5 separate regions of the Mus musculus genome follow, and regions 1, 2, 3 and 4 are each linked to region 5. Evidence: chromatin contacts called from public Hi-C and promoter capture Hi-C data. All regions are on one chromosome and are shown on one strand. The core of a region is the stretch at or near the end of the contact, and the rest is flanking DNA. Distances in the headings are between cores, read along the strand shown.

The links. Promoter capture Hi-C pulls out the DNA fragments that hold promoters and counts their contacts. A called contact is a pair of places that touch in the nucleus more often than the background predicts. Capture Hi-C pulls out chosen DNA fragments and counts their contacts.
Region 1: a contact with region 5 is called in a promoter capture Hi-C map of adipose tissue. The contact joins the promoter of Fbxo45 here to the promoter of Tctex1d2 in region 5. A contact is called at or near these places in 14 of 39 promoter capture datasets (the 3T3-L1 cell line, the C10 cell line, the HPC-7 cell line and 10 more), 2 of 15 datasets of contacts at CTCF or cohesin (CD8 T cells and the NIH/3T3 cell line), 7 of 484 Hi-C or Micro-C datasets (the HL-1 cell line, Sertoli cells, embryonic fibroblasts and 3 more), 14 of 115 datasets of contacts at active chromatin or transcription factors (the 230-238 cell line, bone marrow-derived macrophages, embryonic hindbrain and 5 more) and 4 of 9 other capture datasets (adipose tissue, embryonic stem cells, liver and 1 more).
Region 2: a promoter capture Hi-C map of erythroid cells shows a contact between it and region 5, with 20 times the contacts expected there. The contact joins the promoter of Tnk2 here to the promoter of Tctex1d2 in region 5. A contact is called at or near these places in 10 of 39 promoter capture datasets (the 3T3-L1 cell line, cranial neural crest, embryonic stem cells and 7 more), 1 of 15 datasets of contacts at CTCF or cohesin (the NIH/3T3 cell line), 1 of 484 Hi-C or Micro-C datasets (embryonic stem cells), 1 of 115 datasets of contacts at active chromatin or transcription factors (embryonic stem cells) and 2 of 9 other capture datasets (adipose tissue and liver).
Region 3: a promoter capture Hi-C map of adipose tissue shows a contact between it and region 5. The contact joins the promoter of Tfrc here to the promoter of Tctex1d2 in region 5. A contact is called at or near these places in 9 of 39 promoter capture datasets (the 3T3-L1 cell line, 3T3-L1-derived adipocytes, cranial neural crest and 6 more), 1 of 15 datasets of contacts at CTCF or cohesin (the NIH/3T3 cell line), 7 of 484 Hi-C or Micro-C datasets (CD8 T cells, bone marrow, effector CD8 T cells and 3 more), 6 of 115 datasets of contacts at active chromatin or transcription factors (embryonic limb bud, embryonic stem cells, forebrain and 2 more) and 3 of 9 other capture datasets (adipose tissue, liver and pancreatic islet).
Region 4: a Hi-C map of CD4 T cells shows a contact between it and region 5, with 3 times the contacts expected there. The contact joins the enhancer-like site here to the promoter of Tctex1d2 in region 5. A contact is called at or near these places in 2 of 39 promoter capture datasets (the C10 cell line and neutrophils), 1 of 484 Hi-C or Micro-C datasets (CD4 T cells) and 1 of 115 datasets of contacts at active chromatin or transcription factors (embryonic stem cells).

The regions. Positions count from the first base shown.
Region 1 is chr16:32,245,522-32,248,296 of GRCm38.p6, forward strand. Fbxo45 (F-box protein 45) reads right to left here and starts at 1,504. Exons shown (of 3, transcript NM_173439.2): 1 at 973-1,504. The coding sequence starts at 1,290. It overlaps Wdr53 (WD repeat domain 53), which reads left to right and starts at 1,706. Exons shown (of 3, transcript NM_001185162.1): 1 at 1,706-1,746.
Region 2 is chr16:32,643,288-32,645,987 of GRCm38.p6, forward strand. Tnk2 (tyrosine kinase, non-receptor, 2) reads left to right here and starts at 1,356. Exons shown (of 16, transcript NM_016788.3): 1 at 1,356-1,821.
Region 3 is chr16:32,607,459-32,610,158 of GRCm38.p6, forward strand. It overlaps Tfrc (transferrin receptor), which reads left to right and starts at 1,438. Exons shown (of 19, transcript NM_011638.4): 1 at 1,438-1,578.
Region 4 is chr16:32,199,500-32,202,255 of GRCm38.p6, forward strand. No RefSeq gene overlaps it. Among named protein-coding and RNA genes, the nearest start is that of Bex6, 21 kb to the left of the region's middle. Within about 2 kb of position 1,347, at least 110 of the 459 cell types and tissues checked have an H3K27ac peak or open chromatin away from gene starts, as enhancers often do. A contact at or near this core is called in neutrophils, where this site is marked.
Region 5 is chr16:32,418,302-32,421,110 of GRCm38.p6, forward strand. Tctex1d2 (Tctex1 domain containing 2) reads left to right here and starts at 1,401. Exons shown (of 5, transcript NM_025329.4): 1 at 1,401-1,626. The coding sequence starts at 1,508.

The DNA.
Region 1 (2,775 bases), core at 254-2,753, 170 kb before region 5:
ACTTTATCATCTCTCATTTTATACAGCCCTGGCTGTCCTAGAACTCACTAGGCAGACCAAGCTGGCCTTGAACTCAGAGATGCACCTGCCTGTGGCGTGCAGGGATTAAAGGAATGCACCATCACACCGGCTTCATATGCCTTTGATGACTGCTCTCCTGAAGAGCTACCATCTATCTATGTGAGCTTAACCCAAGGCCTTTTGTTTGTTTGTTTGGGCTGGAGAATACTTGGTCTTGCCATGACCTGTTTGTTAGCATTTTAATTTTGTTATGAAAGCACAAGAAGCGAGAACAACAACAACAACAAAACCAGCAAAACAGGAATCAACATATTAGATGCCAGAAGAGCCATCACCTGAGTAGAACTATGAAAAAGTTATCAATCACAGCAGGACAAGGCAGTGTGATGAGTTATATGGTGCCAATGAGAGGAAGTAATAGTAAAGTCTCTTTCTTACAAGTTAATTAGCAGGATGCCTAGTCTTATCATCACTTGGAATCGTGAAATATTGTGGCCCTAAGAGAACGTGGGTGAAAATAATGTTCTTGTTAATCAGAGCTAGGAAAAGGGGTAGTGAACGCAAAAGATCCCAGCAACTAGACCTATTTTAAAGCGACATCGACGAACTAATGCCTTAAGTCTACTTGGAGGCCAGAAAAAATACATGCTCATGAGTATCGGCTGGTGATCTGTCTTTAAGAGCAAAGACTGTCGAAAGTAGAAAGACTGCTGAAAATGAATGATGGGAAACCACCTAGTATTTTAAAAAGTGAGGTGGATTACGAAGCAGAACTTCAATCCAAAGAAAAGATCGTTATGGAGAGGAGGGGTGAGAGTGGTCCTGACTGGCTGAAGCCGTGGGAAGGCGGGATGCTGAGGTGAAACCTCTGACTCAAGCTTTGAAGATAAACCCCGAGAGCGGCGGGCGGGAGAGGAGCCGAGCTTCGACGTGGCCCCGGGATTCCCTCACCTTGGCCTTGTAGCTGGGCAGGTTGCAGAGGATGTCCGTGCGCAGAGCCTCTTCTGCTAGGCTGCGGGCGCACAGGCTCCGCCACACCTCGCTGTTCTCGTCGCCGTGGAGGCAGCGGTACCAGTGCTTGCAAACCAGGGCGCAGCTCCGCAGCTCGGACAGCTCCAGGTAGGAGAACACCAACTCCAGCACCCGGCTGGGCAACCGGCCGCCGACCCCGGAGGACCCCGAGCCCGCGCTGGCGCCGCCGCCGGCACCGGCGCCGCCACCACTAGCGCCGCCCGAGGCTGCCCCAGCCCCCGGGCCCGGCGCCGCCATCGCCTCACCAGCCGGCCCGAGGGCCGCCGCCGCCGCCGCTTCGCCCCGTCTCGGCGCGGGAGGCCAAGCCTCGCCTACAGCCGCGAGCGGCTCGCTCACCGCCCCTTTCAGCGCCAGCCGCTCGCGCCTCCACCGCTCCCGCCCCTGCCCCGGGGCGTCCGCTGCGCGCCCCGCCTCACTGAGGGCAGATGGCGCGAGCCGCTCGGGTTCCCGCCCCTCGGAGCCGCTCAGCGCGGGCGCCGGAACCGCCCGCCTCGCCCGGCCTGCCCGCGACGCGCCCCGGGATCCGCCATGCGAGTTGAGGGCAAGAAGCAAGGGCGCACGCCCAGCTCGCCCGCCGCGCCTCTCTGCCCGGAAGTGACTGTTCGGCAGAGGCGCCTCGCTCCCTAAAGCTTGATGGGATTGGATGCTGCGTGTGAGGTCATCGCTCGGCGCCACCGGGAACGGGAAGCCCAGGTATGAGGCTGTTGGCCAGCGGGGTTCGGATCTGTTCGCAAGTGCTTTTTTTCTGTTTTTCCTCTAATGGCCTTGACTCGGCTCTCCTTGGCCTCTCTTCCTACGGAGTTTCCCGTCTCACTTGGTTTCTGCTCCCTCTCTAACTTTGTTCACGACACTTCCCTTTTTTGCTAGCCAATTCTTAGATCCTTCACCTTCAGGTCGCTTGGATCAATTTCCTTTCCCTTTGCGCAGTTGAGGACCTCTTGTCGTGGTCAGGTTAGATCCATTTTATTATATTTTATTTTTTTTTACCTTGAGAAATTGACATCTTCTTTTCCTGGCTAGCGCCGTAGGGGACTCACCAGAACCCATTCTCAAAGTAAGGTGGCTAAACCTGAGCAACCCTCGTAAATACGCAGGTTTTATTATATTTGAGATTAAATAAACAAGTGTAGGTAATCTCAAAGTGTCATTTGAATACTAAGTGTCACAATCTTTTTGGACAAAATATAGTGTGTTCAGTAAAAAGTAGTAGTAAAAAGATTAAGAAAAACGTGTTGTTGTTGGGTTTTTTTGTTTTGTTTTGTTTGGTAATTTGTTAATCCCTAGAATGAGGTAAGGTGGAAACATAAAGATGATTTCCTGGGAGGAAAAGAACCTAGCATTATTTAGTTATGCTATTTTAAAGAGCATTTAGAAAAAGAATAATAGAGACTGGAGTGATGGCTGAGCAGTTAAGAGCACTTTCTGCTCTTGTAGAGGACCTAGGTTCGTTCCTAGCACCCATATGGGTGCTCAAGGCTTAACCTGAGTTGTAGCTTAAGTTCAAGGGGAGCCAAACCCTCTTCTGGCTTCGGGAATGACTGAGCTGTACACACATACATGCTATACACATAAAATAAAGTAAAAGAACTACAGTGTGAGCCAGGCATAGATGAGATCTTTTAATCTGACTTTTTTTTATATATAATTCTCAACGCAGCTCTATGAAGTGATTATTATAATAATAGGGCTCACAGACTCAGGCATCAAGTCCAGTGTCATGCA
Region 2 (2,700 bases), core at 106-2,605, 220 kb after region 5:
TTCTTCTTCTTCTTCTTCTTCTTCTTCTTCTTCTTCTCTCTCTCTTCCTTCTTTCTTATTCCCTTCCTTCCTTCCTTTCTTTCTTTCTTTCTTTCTTTCTTTCTTTCTTTCTTTCTTTCTTCCTTCCTTCCTTCCTTCCTTCCTTCCTTCCTTTCCTTTCTCTAGCTAAGCTATGTTACATTTGACCTTGACTGCCTGGGGTGAGCTCCTGTAACTTTTTTTTTTTTTTTTTTTTTTTTTTTTCCGAGACAGGGTTTCTCTGTGTATCCCTGGCTGTGAGACAGGGTTTCTCTGGGTATCCCTGGCTGTCCTGGAACTCACTTTGAAGACCAGGCTGGCCTCGAACTCAGAAATCTGTCTGCTCTACCTCCCAAGTACTGGCTAAATTCAGACTCTTATTCCAGGACTTGTTCTCACTTGAATTTATTAATCGATGAAACCTCCTAATTTTGAACTTCATTTTTTTTTTTTTTGAGTGTGTGTGTGTGTGTGTGTGTGTGTGTGTATGGACCAGGGCCCTTTAAGAAGGCGGAGCGACCCCAGCGGGCCCCACCCCCTAGGGCGGCGCAGGCGCGCGCGGGCTCTGAGAACCCGGCTGGAGGGCCGCCGGCTCGCGGGGCCGCAGCACCTGCGGCGCGGCGCCGGGGTGGCCGAGGTCGAGTGTGGGCGGCGAGGGCGGGACGCCGGGCCCGCTTGGGGCCGAGGCGGAAGCCGCGGGGCGGGGGCGCGCAGGGCAGCACCATCTGGAGGGGCGGGAGCGCGCGGCCTCTGGGGGGCAGGCGCGTGCGCGGCGCGGCGGGCGCGGGGGGTCGGCGGCGGGGGGCGCAGGAGGAGCGCGGCGGGCTGAGCCCCGCGCTGCCGGAGCAGCAGCCGGCGCGCGTCGGGCGGCTCAGCTGGGGCCCGCAGCTTCTTCGCGGGCTGAAGCTCGGCGTGGAGGAGCAGGGCGGGGTGGGTCCGGCCGTGCAGGAGGAGGGCGGCGTGGGGCTGGGGGTGCAGGAGCGGGGCGGCCGCGGTCACGAGCCTAGTCTGGGGGTGGTGTGGGGGCCGCCCGACGCCGCGGACTGGAGGCGCCGGGCGCGCTGGACGGGTTCGGCCGGCGGGCCGGTGGCGCAGGAGGAGGGCCTGGGGCCCCGCAGGCAGCAGCAGGAGAAGGGGGGAGGCGGCCCCGCAGTGCAGGAGCGCGGCGAGGCCCGTGCCGGGGTGCAGGAGCGCGGGGAGGGCAGCCCACGCAGGCTTCTGCGGCAGCCAGAGGAGCTGCCCGAGTTGGCTCACGGCCCCTGCCCGCGCACGGAGGAGCTCGAAAGTTCGGACGAGCGCAGCTGGGAGAGCTGCAGGCATCTGGGCGGGGAGGCGGTGGTCCTTGGAGCATCCCTAGCGAGTGGGGACAGACTCGAGCTGCTGGGGAGAGCCAGGCCTGTAGGGCCCCGAGGGCCTGAAGGAGAGGGGCGCCTGGGGGTGCAGGAAGCAAATTGGCTGCCCGGGGTGCAAGAGGGCCAGGTAGTGTGGGCTGTTCAGGAGACGTATCTGAACGGTAAAGGGTCCTCAGGGGGAGAGGGATTCCAAGAGGGACACAGGACCCGCAGGCGCAGACGGCGAAGGAGGTGGTAATCGGCAAGCTGCCTTCCTTGCTGGCATCAGGGTTGCTCTAGTGCCAAGAGTAATGCAGGAAGATGTAGGGGATTGGGGAGCAGAAGAGCGCTGTGAACCTGACCTTTGGAAGATATTGCTGGAGGGTAGGCACTGGCCTGCAAGATCCTTTCTGCTACCTCAAGTCTGAGCATCCTCGAAGCAGTGTCTGCCTGGGGACAGCTGGAAACTCAGGTACGGATGGCCAATATTGTTATCGGAGTTGATATGATTAGAAGCATCGGAGAATGGGTTCCAAACATCCCTTGTCCTCTCTAGTTGACCAACCTGGGCATCACCCCTCACGAACACACACATACACACACGTACGCACGCACGCGCACACACACACGCAAGCACCCACCACATATAATTGTAAGTAGCAGCTGCTGTAGTGGAGTAGTCACCGCTTTCAAGTCTAGACTGGATGTGGAACCATTTGAGTGGCTGCCTGGTATAGGCAGAGGGAAGAGAAGGCAGGATAGCCCCAGGGACTAAGTCATCCCCTTCACCTATCTGCTGGTGGAGGTAGGTGTGTCTCTGTGCAAGCTGTTGTGCAACCTGCATCACCGGCCTCAAGTCCTCCCGAAAGGGAAAATGGATAGTGTTGCATTAGCCGCTGTGCCTTATCTTGTAGTCCTGTTGATCACGTGAGTGTGGCAGCCAGTAGTGACTTGGGCACGAGCCTGGCCTGCGCCTTGCCACACGGTTTTGTCACGGTTGATTATGCTGTGGGCCCAAAGCCAAGGATGGGTAGAACTGCAGAGAGCAACTGGTGAGGTCTTCATTTCTGAATGGAATGGGAAGGGAGGTTGTACCAGCGGCTGCTACCCATGCCTTGACCTCACTCTAGAAGCTGGCAAATAGAGAAGCCTGTGGTATCCTATTAAGACCTCCTCACCTCCCCGCGACCGTGGCTCCTTCTTGGCGCCGCCTAGAGGTGGAGCCTGCAGGCCAATGGGTAGATTTGATTTCTTGTTGGCATATGAACCCACCTCTTTCCTGGTTCAGGTGGTCTTGGTTGACAGCTTACAGCCTCTGTCTTTATTTCCCTAGCCGTGTCAAAAGTTCTTG
Region 3 (2,700 bases), core at 188-2,687, 190 kb after region 5:
ACACACACACACACACACACACACACTAAAAATAGAATAAAAAATTTAAGTGAAACAGAAAGACCTTCACTTCAAACTGCCATCATTGTTTTCATTTGTTTTTTGAGATGGAGGTTCTTGCTGTACAGCCTAAGCTGGCCTGGAAGTCACCCATCTTTCTGCTCCAAATTCTGAGCTATGGGGGTACCAAACACTGCTGTGTGCTTCTGTGCTTCTCTTACAGGGACTCAGTCTATAGCCGGAATCATTATTTCTTCTTTTTTTTTTCTTCTTCCTCTTCCTCTTCCCCTTCCTCTTCCTCTTCTCTCCCATCCCCCTCTCCCTCCTCCTCTTCCTTACCCCCTCTTCTTCCTCTTCCTCTTCCTTTTTTGTTTTTTGTTTTATTGTTTTTAGACAGGGTTTCTTTTTGTAGCCCTGGTTGTTCTGGAACTCTCTATGTAGACCAGGCTGGCCTGAACTCAAGAGATATGCCTGCTCTGCCTTTCACTGGAATTAAGGCCTGTGCCACCAAGACCTGCTTATGGTCTGAATTTCAGAGATCTCTCAATGGCTGTGTGCTCTGGCTTTATATATATTTTCTGGAGTAGTACAATTTGGACAAAGAAGGGTCTAAAGGGACCAGCAGTTAGTAAATCCCAAATACGCGTTGAATTTTAGAGCAGATAAGCCAAAGGTCAAATTCGTGGCTGGGAAGTAGATTAGTACTTTAAAAGACATTCCCAGGGTCCCTAAGGGCTCCATCTGGGAGCGCGCTATCTGTAGTCCTGTTGTGGTTTAAGATACCACTCTCTTTGTTATTTGTAAATTTACCACAGGCTGGGCAGTAAAGTACAGATAGGAAGAAAAGAGTGTGAACGTTTGCAGTTTTAACAGAACTCCTTTTATTTGCTATGCATTGCAACAACCCTCTAAAAGCAATAATGGCGATAAACATGCAAGTTAATCTACAACTTTATCACCCTAGTAAATCATTGGTTCCTATTTCCCTTCCATAGGCTGAACATAGTGAGCACTGGTAGCTCTTTGCTTGGCTTAAGCGCTGCTTGTTAAAATCTAAAAAAAAAAAAAAAAAAGATTTGCAGTTTTGCTTTAAAGTTTTTCCTTTAAAGCATCTCTGAGCTGCAAAAACTCGTCTTTAGGATATGGTTTTGGCGGAGACCTAAGCCTGCAAGTAGGAATATTTTAAAGAGTAAAGGCTGATACTTTCGAACTTGCACCGCAGGGTTGGGTGTCGGTCAAGGTTAGGCGGAGGGCGACAGGCCAACTCCAAAGACACGGCGGGGGAGGGGTGCGGTGGAGAAAGCGAGCCGCAGCCAATCGCACGCGCTCTCCCGACACCTGCCGCCTTGGCGCCTTTTCTAGGCTACTCCGCGCACGCACTGGCTGCGCGCGCAGTTCGCCTCCAGCGGTCTTGGGGGAGCACCTCGGTAGGTGTACGTGCGGAAGGAAGTGACGTAGATCCAGAGGGCCGGCCGGGGGGTGGGGCCGAGCTATAAGCTTTGGGTGGGAGGCAGCGCTGCCTTCAGAAGGCGTGCGGAGCGCGGGCTGCTGCATTGCGGACTGTAGAGGCGCTTCCTAGTGAGTGACTCCCTTGTCAGCGGCACGGCCCATCGTGGTCCTCGCGTGGCGGGCGGACCAGAGCGAGACGCCAGGGCCTGGGTGGTGCGGGCGGGGAGGCGGAGGGGTGTCGCGGAGTCCGGGGCTGAGGAGCGCGGGTTGCAGGTGCAGCGCGGTGGGTGTGGGGAGCCGCTGTACCCTGCGCCCCTCGGGTCCTCCGGGCCTTCGCAGGCCAGTGCTAGGCCGCGGGTTCGAGAGTCACCACGCTGAGGCGCAGGCTTGTTCCGCCGGGAGCACGTGGTGGCGGCTGGAGGAAGTCGCCCCAGGGAACGGCTGTCGGGGTACGTGGGTGACCTTGGGGCCCCTCGCAGGAGGGCGTCACAGCTGAAAAGGACAAAGCTGTTTTCTATTCGGTTACTAGTGTCACGGACATTTAGAGGGGCGGGGGGAGCTTCCAATAACTGCACGTTGGAACTTCGGCACCACCTGGTCGGTTTTTTTGCCAGTCTCTCCCTCTTGGCCCAGCGTGTGGAATCTCATTTTTCTAGGGCAGAATAGGTCTGAACGCTGCAGGTAATACTAAGAACGTCTCTAGCATCTCCTAAGATGGGAGAACGTAGAAATACGACCTCTTTGTACGAGCTCTTTTAGAACTAGCTGTAGAGAACCAGCGTGCACCCTGGTGTTGGACAGCTCTCTAAAATGGTGTTTGAGGGTAAGAAAACTGCATTTGCAAATTTTTCAGTTAGCACACTTTGTCCCGAGCGTAAAATGAAATGATCTCCTTATACTTAGGCAGAAGACTGGACTGGATTGCTGTTCAGTTTCTGTGCTATTTTTTTAAAATAGGATTTAAGTGGGAAATAGTTGTGTTACAGAAATTCTCGGCTATTCTGTGCTATTTTTTTTTAAATAGGATTTAAGTGGGAAATAGTTGTGTTACAGAAATTCTCGGCTACCTGATACTTTTATTCTAAGATTAGATGAGTTGGCTCTGAGCTGTGAAATATGACCTCTTTGACAAAGACATTTAAGCTGATTCAGGATGTTATCTACAAAGAAAACGGGATTTAGCTTGTGTGGGTCCACTTGCATTTATTTTCTGTTAAGGATTATAATAAACTGCTTTATACAGGAATCCAA
Region 4 (2,756 bases), core at 97-2,596, 220 kb before region 5:
TTAGTGTTGCTTCTTTGATTGGTCTGTAAGCTTAAGGCCCAAACTAGGAGAGACAAGGTGGTTATTGCCCAGGCGCTTGCAGGACTAGAACATGGAGCTTCCCCTGATATATCTATGCTTAGGCAATAGGTCGCTGGCCACTCAGCTCTTATATCCCACGAGGCTAGTCTCATTGCACGGGATAGAGTGAGTGTGCTTCAGCAGCCCGAGAGAGTTGCAAGGCTAAGCACTGCAATGGAAAGGCTCTGCGGCATATATGAGCCTATTCTAGGGAGACATGTCATCTTTCATGAAGGTTCAGTGTCCTAGTTCCCTTCCCCCAGGCAAAACGACACGGGAACAGGTCAGGGTTGCTCTGGGTAAAAGCCTGTAAGCCTAAGAGCTAATCCTGTACATGGCTCCTTTACCTACACACTGGGGATTTGACCTCTATCTCCACTCTCATTAATATGGGTGGCCTATTTGCTCTTATTAAAAGGATAGGGGGAGATGTTGGGAGCCGCGCCCACATTCGCCGTTACAAGATGGCGCTGACAGCTGTGTTCTAAGTGGTAAACAAATAATCTGCGCATGTGCCAAGGGTATCTTATGACTACTTGTGCTCTGCCTTCCCCGTGACGTCAACTCGGCCGATGGGCTGCAGCCAATCAGGGAGTGACACGTCCGAGGCGAAGGAGAATGCTCCTTAAGAGGGACGGGGTTTCGTTTTCTCTCTCTCTTGCTTCTTGCTCTCTTGCTTCCTGCACCCTGGCTCCTGAAGATGTAAGAATAAAGCTTTGCCGCAGAAGATTCTGGTCTGTGGTGTTCTTCCTGGCCGGTCGTGAGAACGCGTCTAATAACAAGGGCCCTCAGATCTTTGTTCTCATTTCCTTCCTGCACAGCCCCCCTTCCTGACTCCCCTTCCGGTTTGTAAGTTTCGGAGAAACTCTTGCTTTCAAGGGGCTTCCTCAGGGGGTGAACTAGAAACAGGAGACTCCAGAGCTGTCCCACGGGACCACTGCAGGCAGACTACAGGGTAACACAAGGCCAAATGATCTTCAGGGGGAGCGGCAAAATCCCATCTCTGGAAATGTCAACTGCACCGAGGAGAAGGATCGTCCGGAGTGCACTGGAGCAAGGAGGAGGGTTTCACGACCCCTAAAGCCCTTTGTAACCCCAGATGCCATCCCCCAGATGAAAACAGTGAAGCCAGAGGTGGTGAGGAAATGGAGATGCCAAAAGAGAGGCAGATGGGGAGGGGGGTCCCCGCAGAGTTCTCTTCTGCTTTCCGGTTTCCCTGGAGGGCTGGCTCTAGCTTCTCTGCCTGCCTCTGTCAATTTCCATCAGTGTCCGATTTCACTTGATAAGGAAGCAGAGGGAGGGGGAGGGGGCCTCACCAGGCTCTGCAGGGAACAGTAATGGCCCTGAAGCAGAAACAGGTGCTCCCTTCCTCGATGTCAACGCTTCCGGCCCCATCCCGGGCCATACAATAACAGCGGGGAAATTAAATTTAACAGGAGAGAAAACACAAGCCTAATTAAAGCAAGGGTTGTTTTGAACTCTGCAAATATACCGTGTAAAGCGGACAAAGAACCCCGGCCAGCCTATTTCCGAGTTCCAGAGAAGAAAGAACAATACAGTCAGGTCAACAAGCCGGGGGCCCTAGGGCCCCGTTGTCCTGGACAGGATATAAAGATGAATAGCTTCTTTTCTTACCCTCAAAATACTCCCAGGCTCCAACTGCACCAGAAAGCTAAACAACAAATGATAAGGAAATGTGCACTATAAAACATGCTTCGATCTGCGTTACCAGAAGACGATATGGAATCTCCCTGGAAATTGCAAGTAAACAGACTATATCCCAGATCCGTCGCATTCTCCCAGGGTGGTTCAGAGGCAGCTTTACAGAGCCCTACAGAAACGGTCTAAAACCTGTGTCCCTCGTCCCTCTTTGGTTCAGTCTAGAGCCAGTTTTAAAAGTAGGTCTCCCTCCCTCTCTCCTCCCTGAGGCGTATTCTCTCTGTGTAGCCCTGGCTGTCCTGGAATTCATTCTGTAGACCAGGCTGGCCTAGAACTCAGAAATCTGCCTGCCTCTACCTCCAGTGTGCTGGAAATAGGGACGTGTACCACAACAGCCTAGCTAGAAATGGTTACACATGAAACCATCTTCCATTAGCGCCTTAGTCTAGTACCTCAGTCATGTGAGGGGTTGGGACTGTGTTGTTACAATTCATTCACAGACCAGAGGCTGAGGTTCAGAAAGGGCCAGTGACTTCCCTGAAATCCAGCAGGTAAAATCATGCAAGAGACTGGTGACTTAGGCACTCTCTTGAGAGATCGTATTCTCCACAAAGCCTCTGCTGTGACATTGGTGTGGAAAGGTTATTTAGGGTGCTGTGCCTGTAGGTTTTGGTGAAAAAAACCAGAAGGTCCTAGAATCACATTTTCCGGGGATCTTTGCAGAATTCTTCATTACCTCTGTTTTGATACCCAACTACGCATGTCCTGTTCCCAGGCAACTTCCCTGTGGCATCCATGTGTGTACAATGCTACATGCCTGACTGCAGGTAGAGTCCTTGCCCTCCTACCCTGTCAACCAAAGATCCAGCAAGTGAATGAGAAGCATGGAGACATGAGAAACAGAAGCCCTTGCCTTCCAGGTGGTTGGAGGTAAATATGATGGATCTAGGTGAAACGTGCTCGTTCATGCTGTGTCTCTAAGTTCCATGGAGACTGGATGGTAATTATATGGATGGATTGATCCATAACCCTGACAG
Region 5 (2,809 bases), core at 151-2,650:
CAGAAAGACCCTGTCTTGGGAAACAAAAAACAAAAAAACAAAGAGAACTGGCTGGTCTCAGACTTCAAAATCTGCCTGCCCCTGCCTACATGGTGCTGGAGTTAAAAGCATGTGCTACCATGCCCGGCTTGCCGCCCCCTCCCCGCCCCCCAACCCCCAGGCTGGGCGGTGATGGCATACGCTTTTAATCCCAACACTTGGGAGGCAGAGGCAGGCAGATTTCTGAGTTCGAGGCCAGCCTGGTCTATAGAGTGAGTTCCAGGACAGCCAGGGCTACACAGAGAAACCCTGTCTCAAAAAAACAAAAAACAGGCTGGTGAGATGGCTCAGTGGGTAAGAGCACCCTACTGCTCTCCCGAAGGTCCGGAGTTCAAATCCCAGCAACCACATGGTGGCTCACAACCATCTGTAACAAGATCTGACTCCCTCTTCTGGACAGCTACGGTGTACTTTCATATAATAAATAAATAAATCTTTAAAAAAACAAAAAACAAAAAGAGAAGAGCCAGAGACATCTGAAATAGTCGAGAGTACAGAGGGAAAGAAGTAGACTTAGAACATAGACAGGAGACTGGATGTGGTCAAGGCTATCTTTCAGGAAAGCCAGCATGTGTTTTGATACCTTCACATAAGCCTGAGTAGGCTTATGTCCCTTCTACCAGAGGTAAGGGAATTGGTCTCACAATTTCCTGAGCAATGCGGGCTTTTATCTCACAGCTAGAAATACTCTACTCCACTTTGAGCTTATATCTGGATATTTGGGCTATCTTTTGTAGTTTAGAGTTTCCTTTGAACCTCACAAGGGGGTAGAGATGGAAAGCATGTTAAGAATATATTGTATAACAAAAATGTAAAATAAAAACAAGCAAACAAAAATGTGTGCTGGGTCTGTTTGGTGGCCAACACCTGTAATCTCAGCATTTAGAAGCCAGAGGCAAGTGGCTCTCTGGGCGTTTGAAACCAGTATGGTCTACAGAGTCAGTTCCAAGACAGTCAAGAGGATTTAGAGAAACCCTGTCTGGAAACAAAGCAAAATTACATATAAATTCTACTTGTTTCCTACTTTTAACTCACAAGTTGTCCAAACCCAGAAGGGACGGTGTGCAGTTGTGACCCAGTAGCGTTCTAGTTCCAGCACCCATAGAACTTGGCACCGATAACTCTGTTATCCCAAACCTGGGGAGATGGAGGCAGGAATTAGAGGCCAGTCTGAGCTATTTGCATCCTGTCTCAAAAAAATAGGAAGAAAAAAAAAAGGAAGTTAGGTCTGGTTTGGTCTGCCTCTCAGTGGCAAGTGGTCGGTTGCCTAACTTCTCTTAAAAAGTCCTGGTCTCGGTTTGGTACTCATTTCCCAGCGGGCTCACGGCCTCCAGCCAGTGCGCAGGCGCAGCGGTGGTCACCACACGTCACGTGTGAGACCCGTTGCCCTAGCGACCTGTGCCGGGATCTTCGGAGCCGCAACCGACCACACTTCCTTCTAGAGATCTGTTGGACCAGACGCAGGGATATGGCTGTGTCCTTCCGCGGCCTGTCCTTATCGGCTCACTCCGAGGGCTTGAGTGAGGTCGACAAGAACTCAGGGGAGCCTGAGAACACCTACATTCTGAGGCCCATTTTCCAGCAAAGGCGCGTAGCAGACAGGGCACGGAGGGCGATGTGGGGATGGGGCCGGGGCTTTTGGATGCGTGAGCTTCCCTAAGGAGACACGGAGAGGGGCCGGGCTGGGGAAGGGATTGGGCGGGTTTATGCATTCCGACGTAGTGATTTCTCCATCACGGAATTCTGCAGTCTGACTAGCAGGTCTTACCGGGAGCCTAAACTGGCGCTGTGGAAGTGGTTGACTTCTTGGAGGCTTTAGGGGGTGCGCACGCGGGACAGGAAAAATAGAAGCTGGAAACAAGCGGCTTACAAGCTGTACTCCTATGGTTACTGTGTGCATACCTGTGCCAGGAAGGATATGCTTACTTCTGGCACCCGACTTGTGTCTTTACAAAGCCCTTTTCATATAGCGTCGATCGCCACCTTAGGTTGCTAGAAGAGGGCGGTCAGTTCAGACTATAGGACATATACATCACTAACTTCATCTTACAAAAGAAAAAAAAAGGTTCGTGTGCTTGTGGGTGTGGCTGAGTGTTTGGGTGTATGCATGCTACTTAGGATCAAGGGATAACTTTGGGGAATTGGTTCTGTTCTGTTCTTGAACTATGTGGATCCTGGAGATTGAACCCAGGTATCAGGTTTGGGTACAAGGCCCTTTACCAGCTAGCCATCTCACTGCGCCCAAGAGAGGATTTTTTTGTCCCCAGGGTATGCAACTGGTTGGTGAAGGGCTGTAGAGATAGCTCAGTCTGTCACTGCTTGCTCTGAAAGCATGAAGACCTGAGTTCAATTCCTGCACCCCTGTAAAAAGTCGTCGTACACTGTAATCCCGGTGATGGGAATTTGGTCCCAGTAATAGAGAAACAAGACTCTAGGACTCCCTGGCTAGCCATCCTGGCTTCATCTGCAAATCCCAGTGAGATACCCTGTCTCAAAATCATGGTGGAGGGCTGGAGATATTTCTCAGTGGTTAACAGCACTGACTACTCCTCCAGAGGCCTGCGGTTGAGTTCCCAGCACCCACATGAAGATCAGATGCTGTCTTCTGGCCTCTGTGGGCAGAGGTTGCATGTGGTACTTAGTCACACATGCAAACAAAATACCCATAGACATAAAATAAGTAAATCCTTAAAAAAAAAACAACCCAACAACAAACAAGGTAGGGGAGAGTGGCTATATTTCCATAGCAGCTTCACGAAGCCGTTTTCAC